3 separate regions of the Rattus norvegicus genome follow, and regions 1 and 3 are each linked to region 2. Evidence: chromatin contacts called from public Hi-C data. All regions are on one chromosome and are shown on one strand. Each heading gives the region's core, a stretch centred on a gene start, on an enhancer-like site or on the middle of the called end of the contact. The rest is flanking DNA. Distances are from core to core; before and after follow the strand shown. Region 1 has its middle 100 kb from the start of Snord17. Region 2 holds the start of Rrbp1 (ribosome binding protein 1). Region 3 holds the start of Bfsp1 (beaded filament structural protein 1).

Evidence for each region. A called contact is a pair of places that touch in the nucleus more often than the background predicts.
Region 1: a contact with region 2 is called in a Hi-C map of liver, with 1.8 times the contacts expected there. The contact joins the enhancer-like site here to the promoter of Rrbp1 in region 2. A contact is called at or near these places in 7 of 12 Hi-C or Micro-C datasets (the A7r5 cell line, Schwann cells, frontal cortex and 4 more).
Region 3: a contact with region 2 is called in a Hi-C map of psoas muscle, with 1.9 times the contacts expected there. The contact joins the promoter of Bfsp1 here to the promoter of Rrbp1 in region 2. A contact is called at or near these places in 2 of 12 Hi-C or Micro-C datasets (Schwann cells and psoas muscle).

What each region holds. Positions count from the first base shown.
Region 1 is chr3:151,985,476-151,988,175 of GRCr8, reverse strand. No RefSeq gene overlaps it. Among named protein-coding and RNA genes, the nearest start is that of Snord17, 100 kb to the left of the region's middle. Within about 2 kb of position 1,410, at least 70 of the 93 cell types and tissues checked have an H3K27ac peak or open chromatin away from gene starts, as enhancers often do. A contact at or near this core is called in liver, where this site is marked.
Region 2 is chr3:151,828,609-151,831,622 of GRCr8, reverse strand. It overlaps Rrbp1 (ribosome binding protein 1), which reads left to right and starts at 1,368. Exons shown (of 24, transcript NM_001427599.1): 1 at 1,368-1,576.
Region 3 is chr3:151,681,427-151,684,126 of GRCr8, reverse strand. Bfsp1 (beaded filament structural protein 1) reads left to right here and starts at 1,290. Exons shown (of 8, transcript NM_031555.1): 1 at 1,290-1,657. The coding sequence starts at 1,302.

The sequences.
Region 1 (2,700 bases), core at 161-2,660, 160 kb before region 2:
GAAGGTGCTGAGAGCAAGATCCCATCCAAGAGTCAGACAGGATGTGGACACTGATCAGACCTGAGTAAGCTGCTCTGGCCTGGTCTTTGACTGTGCCTGGGTCATCTTGCCTGGGGTGGGAAACGGCCCCACCCCCACCACTGAACACTCCGGTGTCCTTTCCAGGAAATGTACTGACAAGAGCAGGAAACTGTTGTGTACCTAGTTCTCTTCCCCTGCAAAGTGATTTTATTATTTTGGTTGAACCAAAACATCCTACTGCATTGAGGATGGGGAAGAGAAAGACACCAGGACCTTAAAATAGACTCGATACACTTCTACTTTTGGCTGGAGTATCTCCTTGCTTGTAGCCTGGGAAAGAATACTTGAAAAACCCAAACTCCACCCATTCTGCCCTCTAGGTTTGAGCTGTCGAAACTCCCTGGTGACCAAAGGGTACTCTAGATCAGGGAAGCAGTCCTCGAAACAGCCTTGTGGCTGCTGTGAGGGGGCCCTGTGGTTTCTCTTCAGCCAGCTGGGCGACCTTGAGTAAATGACCCACCCCCTCTGATACACCGCATAACGTGGGGCATGACAAGAGAGTTCTACCTCCCTTCACCATAAGCGGTTTCCCACAAGTTTAAAGACACGGACCAGGAGAGCTACACAGACCTGGCATGCTACAGACAGAGGCGAGTGTGAATTTGGCTCCATCACCATGTACTTATTGTGATAACATGGATGTAGTGATGGTCCACAGTTTATATATGTGTGCACATGCATATATAATGTATGTGCGCATAATATACATACGCATATATACATATCTATCTACAGATAGATAATATGCTCAGAACTTTGGTGATGTTCTCATTTTTCAGTTTCAGGATTTTTGTCCTGTTATTTTCTCTATTTTTCCTATAAAACTTCTCTTGGGTCTTATGTATAGGAACATCTTTGGTGCTTAGCGTAGAGGCTTGACAGGACAGACTGAAACAATCTACCTAGCATGGTGTTGGGTGCCTCAGACAGCACTGCAGAAGCCATCAGTTCCTCTGCTAGAGCGCGGTTCCAGATCAGACTGCTCAAAAACTGCTGCGTGGGTGCGCGGAGAGGTTTGGGTTAGGGGTGGGGGCGGCCATCCTGTTCTCCAGGCCACGGGTCATTTTCTAATCTTAAGGTCTTTCCATGGCTGCTCTCTTCTATTGGGGACAGCCCATCACAGCCTTCTTCCTAGCTGCTCTTCCCTCTATTGAGGTCTGGATCTCATTCTCAAAGGCCTTAGCTGGGCCAGTCTCCTGTTTTAGGTACGCAGTGGAGACCCTTCCATTTTCACAGTGAACTTGATATTCTTCTCCCTAGGCTGGGACTAGGGATACTCTGCCTGTTTGCAAGATCCCCCGAACTCTCTGGACTACATTTCCCAGAATCCCTGACTCACTGTTTTCCTGGTGGATGCAGCCAATGGGAGACAGAAGCAGAGGATTGACGCTCTGAGGAAGGGAGAAGCCAAGGTGGGAGGTGGATCTACTCTAACCCTCTCCCACTGAGGGCGGAGGTCCCCCTCCCCCTCCCCTCCCCTCCCCCTCCCCCTCCTTCTCCCCCCCCCTCCTCCCCCCCCCCCCCCCTCCTCCTCCTCCTCCTCCTCCTCCTCCTCCTCCTCCTCCTCCTCCTCCTCCTCCTCCTCCTCCTCCTCCTCCTCCTCCTCCTCCTCCTCCTCCTCCTCCTCCTCCTCCTCCTCCTCCTCCTCCTCCGTTCCAGGTTCCTGCTGGAGATACTATTTATTTTCTTCTTTGTGCCTTCAGCCCAAGGAAGCAGCAGGTTCGAGCAGATTTCAGCCTCTGGGTTGCTAAGTTCTCCGGTTCAGGTTTCTAGCTCGTCTGTCATCTTTCGGCAAGCCTATTGCGTTAATTCACTATTGAACCGTTCAGCCTTGGCTCTGTTTTTCTGATGGGATTCTGCCTGCTCCAACTACTGTGACAGACGTCACTGCAGTGTGCCTCTGTATCCACAGATTCCAGCAACTGAAAACATCTGTACCAAATGCATACAGACTGTTTTCTTGTCATTTCCCTCCAAACAGTACGGTTTAGCAACTATTTTCATAGCACTGACATTGGACTAGGTGATATGAGTCATCTGGAGATGGTTTAAAATATGGAGCATGCATGTGGAGTATATACAAGGACTTCACCGTTTTAACAGTGTGTGTGTGTGTGTGTGTGTGTGTGTGTGTGTGTGTGTACTCATGCAGGTGACATAGCATAAGTGTCAGAGGCTGTCAGAGGATGTGGACTCTAGGGATTCAATTCTGGTTTGTAGGCCGTGTTCAACAGCAAGGGCAAGTGCACCATTATCATTTACGTAAGAGCATCCCTGCATTCGGATGTCTTGCAGGAGGTCCTGTAACCAATGCCTCTCAGATGCCAAGGGCTGAATGCATCTGAATGTACTCACCATGTAACTTTGATGGCCACAATTTTACAGATGAAATTTCAGGAGACTTTTTCCATGGCAATTTACAGTTGAATCTTCCCTAGAGGGCAAATGCCCATAAAGTCTCTGGTAGATTGGTAGCAACAATGCTTATACCTATTTTCAAACCCCTTTACAAGCCTGCGCACTCACTTGCTCTTTCCCTCCCTCCCTCCCTCCCTCCCTCCCTCCCTCCCTCCCTCCCTCCCTCCCTCCTTTCTCTTTTTCCGACAAGGTTTCTATTGT
Region 2 (3,014 bases), core at 119-2,618:
GCTGGGGGGTGTTCAGGGACAGAGGAGAGACACCGAAGTTCATTTCAAAGAGGCTGGTCTTGCCTCAGGCTCAAAGGGATAAGTTTAAGAGATAGCGTTAAAATGGTTATAACCTGAGCTTAAGCTGGCATGGTGTTTCATGCCTCTCTTTAATCCCAGTACTCAGGACATAGGCAGGAGGAGCTCTGTGATTCTAGACCCAGCCTGTTACACAAAGCAAGTTACAGGACAGCCACATAGTGAGACCTTGACTCAAAAAAAAAAAAAAAAAAAAAGCACCTAAAGTTAAATTATTTCAACTGAATTTGGTTTTGAAGAGAGGTTTTTGGGCTGATGAGGTATCTCAGGGAAAGGACTTTTAAGTGCTTTCTATGCAAGTATGACTGAGTTCTGATCCCTACAATCCACCACGGAAGGAGAGAACTAAGCAGAGAACCAAGGTGCATGGTGGCATATGCATCGCTCCTCTAAATAGGTGGGGGGGGGGGCAGGCTAATAATATTTGAAGTATCACGAGTTCAATTTTCTGAATTGCCATCATTTGGTGGGGAGGGGAGGGGAGGGGGGGTCAGAACCTCATGGTCCCCATCATCTGAATGTAACTCTGTGTGATTTGTATAAGGGAGTGGCCTTCCCTATCAAAATCTCTACCTCTATTTCTTTTGTTCTTTCCAGGTCTTCCACCTCGATTCTTTCATTTATTCAAGGAAATTCCATCTAGGGCAGAATGCTTTCACAGATAGATAAGGTCCCCATCCTCCCTTCTCTGACCTTTGCAGAACTCATCATTAGACCGAGAGGCTGGTGCTTTCTGTGAAGTTATTTGGGTTTAAATAAGGCATTTTCCCTGTTGTTCACGGTTTGTGCAATCCTCCTCAGGGTGACACCCATCACCACGTCTTCCGGCAGTGTGGGGGGTGGGGAGGGGAAAGAGCAGCCCGCGGCCAAGGGGATTCGAACCACAATCTATCCGCCTAGGCGGAGCCTAATCTGAATAAGCGGTGGCGTGGAGAGCGGCGGCCCGGAGTGGGCGGGGCCGGCAGAGGACCTCCCTGGGTGGGCGGGGAGTTAGAGACCCGCCCCCGCGCAGAGCTGAGAGTTGCGCTGCGCGGCTCCGCCCCTCTCCGGCCCCGCCCCCCGCGGTTCCCCGCAGCTCCTCCTCTCTCTCATTGGCTGAGACGTAGACCCTCCTTTTTGGCCAATGGCCGCCGCCGCGGCGCGACTGTCCGCGACCTGATTGGCTAGAGGCTCGCAGAGTGGCGGCTAGTAGGCCAATGAGGAGAGGCAACTCGATGAATGGCTGGCCCGGGTGGGGAAGGCAGGAGGCGGCGATCCCGGCGGAGGGGGCCGTTCGCCAGCTCCGAGGCAGAAAGTGCCACGACTCCACACGCGCGCACGCAGCCAGCGAGCGGCCGGAGCGGACGGCGGACGGGGCGGACGGCGCTGGGGTCGCGGTTTGTGCAGCTGCTTAGGGGCGGCTTCTCGGTGGAGGCTCGGCCGGCTCCTCTCTCGCGGTTCCGAGGCGGCGGCGGCTGCTCTTGCCCTCTCGCTCTCCCTCTCGCGTCTCCCGCTGCAGGTAAGAAACTTGGCCGGGCCCTGCAGCGGCGGCGGCGGTGGAGGCGCGCGGGCTGGGCCGTCGGGGCGCCGGGCCGGTCGCGCCGCGCCGCGAGTGACACGTCTCCTCGGCGGCCCCTCCCCCGGCGGCGCCGGCCCGCCCGCCCTGGCGGTGGCCGCGGCCCCCTCGGGTGGGACGGAGCTGCGTGTGCCAGGCCGAGCCCGTGCAGGGGCGTCGGCCGAGCGCGCCCCTCGGGGTGGATCCCCCGGCCGGCCGGCTAGGAGCTGCGACGGCCCCGCGGCGCGACGTGGCGACCCCTCCCTCTCGGCCGGGCCGTCGGGCCGGCCCGCGCGCTCCGAAGTTGGGCTAAGAAAGTTGGCGGCGGGGCGGGGCGGCGCACAGCTGGCGGAGGAAGGGGTTAAGTTTCGGGAAGCCACCGGATGACGTTGCCGGGCCGGAGTCCGGGCCGGAGGGGGTTGGGGGGGCGGAAGGCGGTGGGCCGGCCTGGGACGAGGGCTGAGACTGGATTGGCGACGCGGGGCCCAGAGCCCTGGGCTGCGGGCTGTGGCCACTGGACACGTCGGCGGCCCCGACGGGGCGGGCGGGGGCCACAGGGCTCGCCGCGGGTGCCGTCCGGGACTGGCCGTAGCAACTTCCCTGAGTACGGGATGAGTCTCTCTGCTCCCCCTGGCGGTAGGGCCGCAGCACCGTTTCCCGGAGGGTCCTCGCGGAACCGGCACGAGGGTGCCGGAGCTGGCCTGGGTTGGGGCCACCCGGGGTCCTGCCTGGCCTCTCCTTCCCGCGCCCACGATGAATGGACCCGTGGTGCCAGGCCTGGGCGGAAGCCGGCACCTCCGGCCCGGCGGGCCAAGCGTGCTGGCACTGAGCCCGCCGTCTGTCCTGGCCCGCCAGGCTCCCTAGCAATGCCCGGGGAAAGGAGACCGGCTGGCCCGCGCCTACTGCGGGCTGTGCAGGATGCTTCAGGGACTCTTTCCCGTAGGTGTCACTCTTGGTGGACGGTTGCTAACCAAGTGGTTTCACTCAAAGGTGTTCCATTTCCCCATCTGATAAAACAGGGTTCCTGCTTGTCTCTGAGAGACAGCAGTGGAGACCCAGCACATGTAGGGAGTAGCCAACTGGTATTGACTGTTCTTGTGGGATGTGTGTTTAGGAACGTGGGAGACAAGGGAACAAGGTGGAGTCTGACTTGCACTGTGAACCACTGCAGAAGTCACGCACCTGAGTTTCAGCCCCTTGAACACTGGCGGGTCATGTCTCCTAACCTCTGAACCTGGATTTCCTTATCTCTAGCCTGAAGATAGTACCACCCACTCACCACTGGGGTCAGGGGAACTGAGCAGGAAGTGTGAGATCTTGTGCAAAACAGAGGGCAATTTGGCAATAATTCCTGAGGTCAGAGGTCAGGACTGGGAAACACCAAGGAAATGAAACTTGGAAG
Region 3 (2,700 bases), core at 41-2,540, 150 kb after region 2:
TTTTTAATAAAACTTTAAATTTGTAGCATGAGCAACATGTGCATGTGCAATCCATATGGTTGGTCATATAAGGTATTCCTAATCCTTCATTGAGAAGAGACCAGTCCTTTTGATAATGGGTTTTAAAAATTGTGTGTGATATACGTACACTACTAAGTGTGTAGTTATAGAAATGTGAACATGTGTGCACATATATGCTGTGGTCAGAGGAGAGCATTTAGTGTCTTCTCACTGCCTTCTGCCTCACTGTCTTGACAAAGGGTCTCTCACTGAACTGAAGGCTTGCTATTTCTCCATCACTGTGTCTTCCTCTCCACTGCTGGAGTTATTGGCATGCTTAGACATGCCCAGCTTTTCGTGGGCGCTGAGGATTTGAACTCAGGTCCTCGTGATTTTATGGCCGGCATGCTTACCTGCTGAGTTACCTCCCCAGCCCTTGGTAATGATAAATACTTTAATATGACAAATATTTATATCTAGGAATATTCTCATCAAATAGTTCACTATTTTCAACATTAATTTACTTTTGAGTTTTTCAAAGCCTCTCACATTGATTGTATGTATGTATGTATGTATGTCAAAGCTTGTTTTCAACTCTAACTGCTATTTCCATAATAAAAGTTAAAATGGGGCATAACGAGAACATTTACGTGAGAACTGGATACCCTGTAAAGATTTCTGTTAGGTTCAAAGCACCTAACCACGTGTCTTTGGTGTAAGAGCCAGGGTGATGGCTCAGTTTCACCAGTCTTCCTAAGTCACTGTACATGTTATACACACAAACAATCTCAACACTTACACGATGGACCATTTTATCTGCATGCACAGTTAGGAAGCCCTACCCGTGACAGCCTCAGCAATATGTTATAATTGCAATGCCTTTAAAAACCCGAAATCAACAACAAACAAAACCGGTGTTAAGTTCCACAGTGAAAGCCAGAAGGGACAGGAGAAAGTGTCAGACCCTCTGTTGCAGGACTTTAGCAAGCTGGCCTTGGGTGGCCTACACAGCGCTCAGGAGAACCAGTCAAAAGAGCATCATGCGTCTCTTGTCCCCCTGACCCTCCACGCAGTCACACAGCAACAGGCCTCCACAATGGCGGAACAAAGAAGTCCTCCGCCTGATGCCCCTTCTGCCCGGGAGCTGTATGGACGGCTAATCCCGCACACAAAGCAGCCGTGGCTCCCCATTGTTGGGCGCCCGCCCCGAGAGCACGTCTGCTGACCCGCTCTGGAACGTCCCAGCGCGGCCCGCCGGGTTATTTAGCAGGCGCGGAGCAGGCCGCAGCCTTCCGGGAGCCATGTACCGCCGCAGCTACGTCTTCCAGGCCCGCCAGGAGCGCTACGAGCGCGCCCAGCCCGCGGGCCCTACCGCCCAACCCGGAGGAACCGCGCCCGGCCTGGCGGCGCTGCAGGCACTGGGCGAGCGCGTGGCCGCCCAGGTCCAGCGGGCCCGCGCGCTCCAGCAGCGCCACGCCGGCCTGAGGCGGCAGCTCGACGCCTTCCAGCGCCTGGGCGAGCAGCCCGGGCCCGAGGAGGCGCTTGCCCGCCACGTCGAGGCCAATCTGCAGCGCGCCCGGGACCTGGCAGCCGAGCACGCGCGGCTGGAGAGGCAGGAGGCCGAGGCGCAGCGCGCGCTCGACGAGTTCCGCAGCAAGTAAGAAGCGCGGCCAGGGAAACTGAGGCCCCGCGTGTGACCGGGGCTGGAGACGTGGGGCAAGTGCAGACTGTCTTAAAGACGCCCAACTTTGGGGCTGGGGATTTAGCTCAGTGGTAGAGCGCTTACCTAGGAAGCGTAAGGCCCTGGGTTCGGTCCCCAGGTCCGAAAAAAAAAAAGAACCAAAAAAAAAAAAAAAAAAAAAAAAAAAAAAAAAAAAAAAAAAAAAAGACGCCCAACTTTAAGTTCGATAGCACTTTCCGGTTCCCGCTTCATTTACTTTTCCTGTTTTGGGGTGTTAGGTAGGACATGCAACACAATGTGCTGGTTCTAAATGAGCAGTTCGAGTTTTCCGGTGCTCAACTTGAGCCAACACTCAAATAAGCAAGGTGGTTTGCACCATCCCAGAGCTGCAGCGTCCCAGTTCCCACTGCGTCTCGGTTCTATAATTTCAGAATATGCGCTCTCACATGACGGAGCTCTTTGACTCCATATTTTTTTTCAGTTTAATTTTTATACAGGTATATATTGTACCTGTACATTCCTTTCTGGACCCCTTACTTTCCCTTTTCTCATCTCTCCTCCCTTCCACTTATCTCCCTTTTCCCCTATACAATTTCTTTTCTTTCAATATGTGTGTGTGTGTGCGCGCCTGTGTATGATTTTATATAACTATATACAATCTAGGAACTACAAGTGAGAGAAAACACATATTTGCTTTCCGAAACTTGCTTAATTGACTTTAATGTTAATCCCCAGTTGCATCCATTTTCCTGAGAACAACATAATTTTCTTCTTTATGACTGTAAAAATTCACACACACACACACACACGCACACACACCCTCATCCATCTGTGTCTCACATTTTCTTTGTCCATTCCTCTGTTGTTGGATACCTCTGTTGGTTTCGTTACTTAGCTTTTGTGAAAAGAGAAAAGAGCTTCGGTAATCATTGGTGTAGTACCGTGGTTTTGAGAAATCCTAATGTCATATAACCTTCACAGCCAAATCCTACCGGATCGTTTACAGAGAGGCTGAGGCT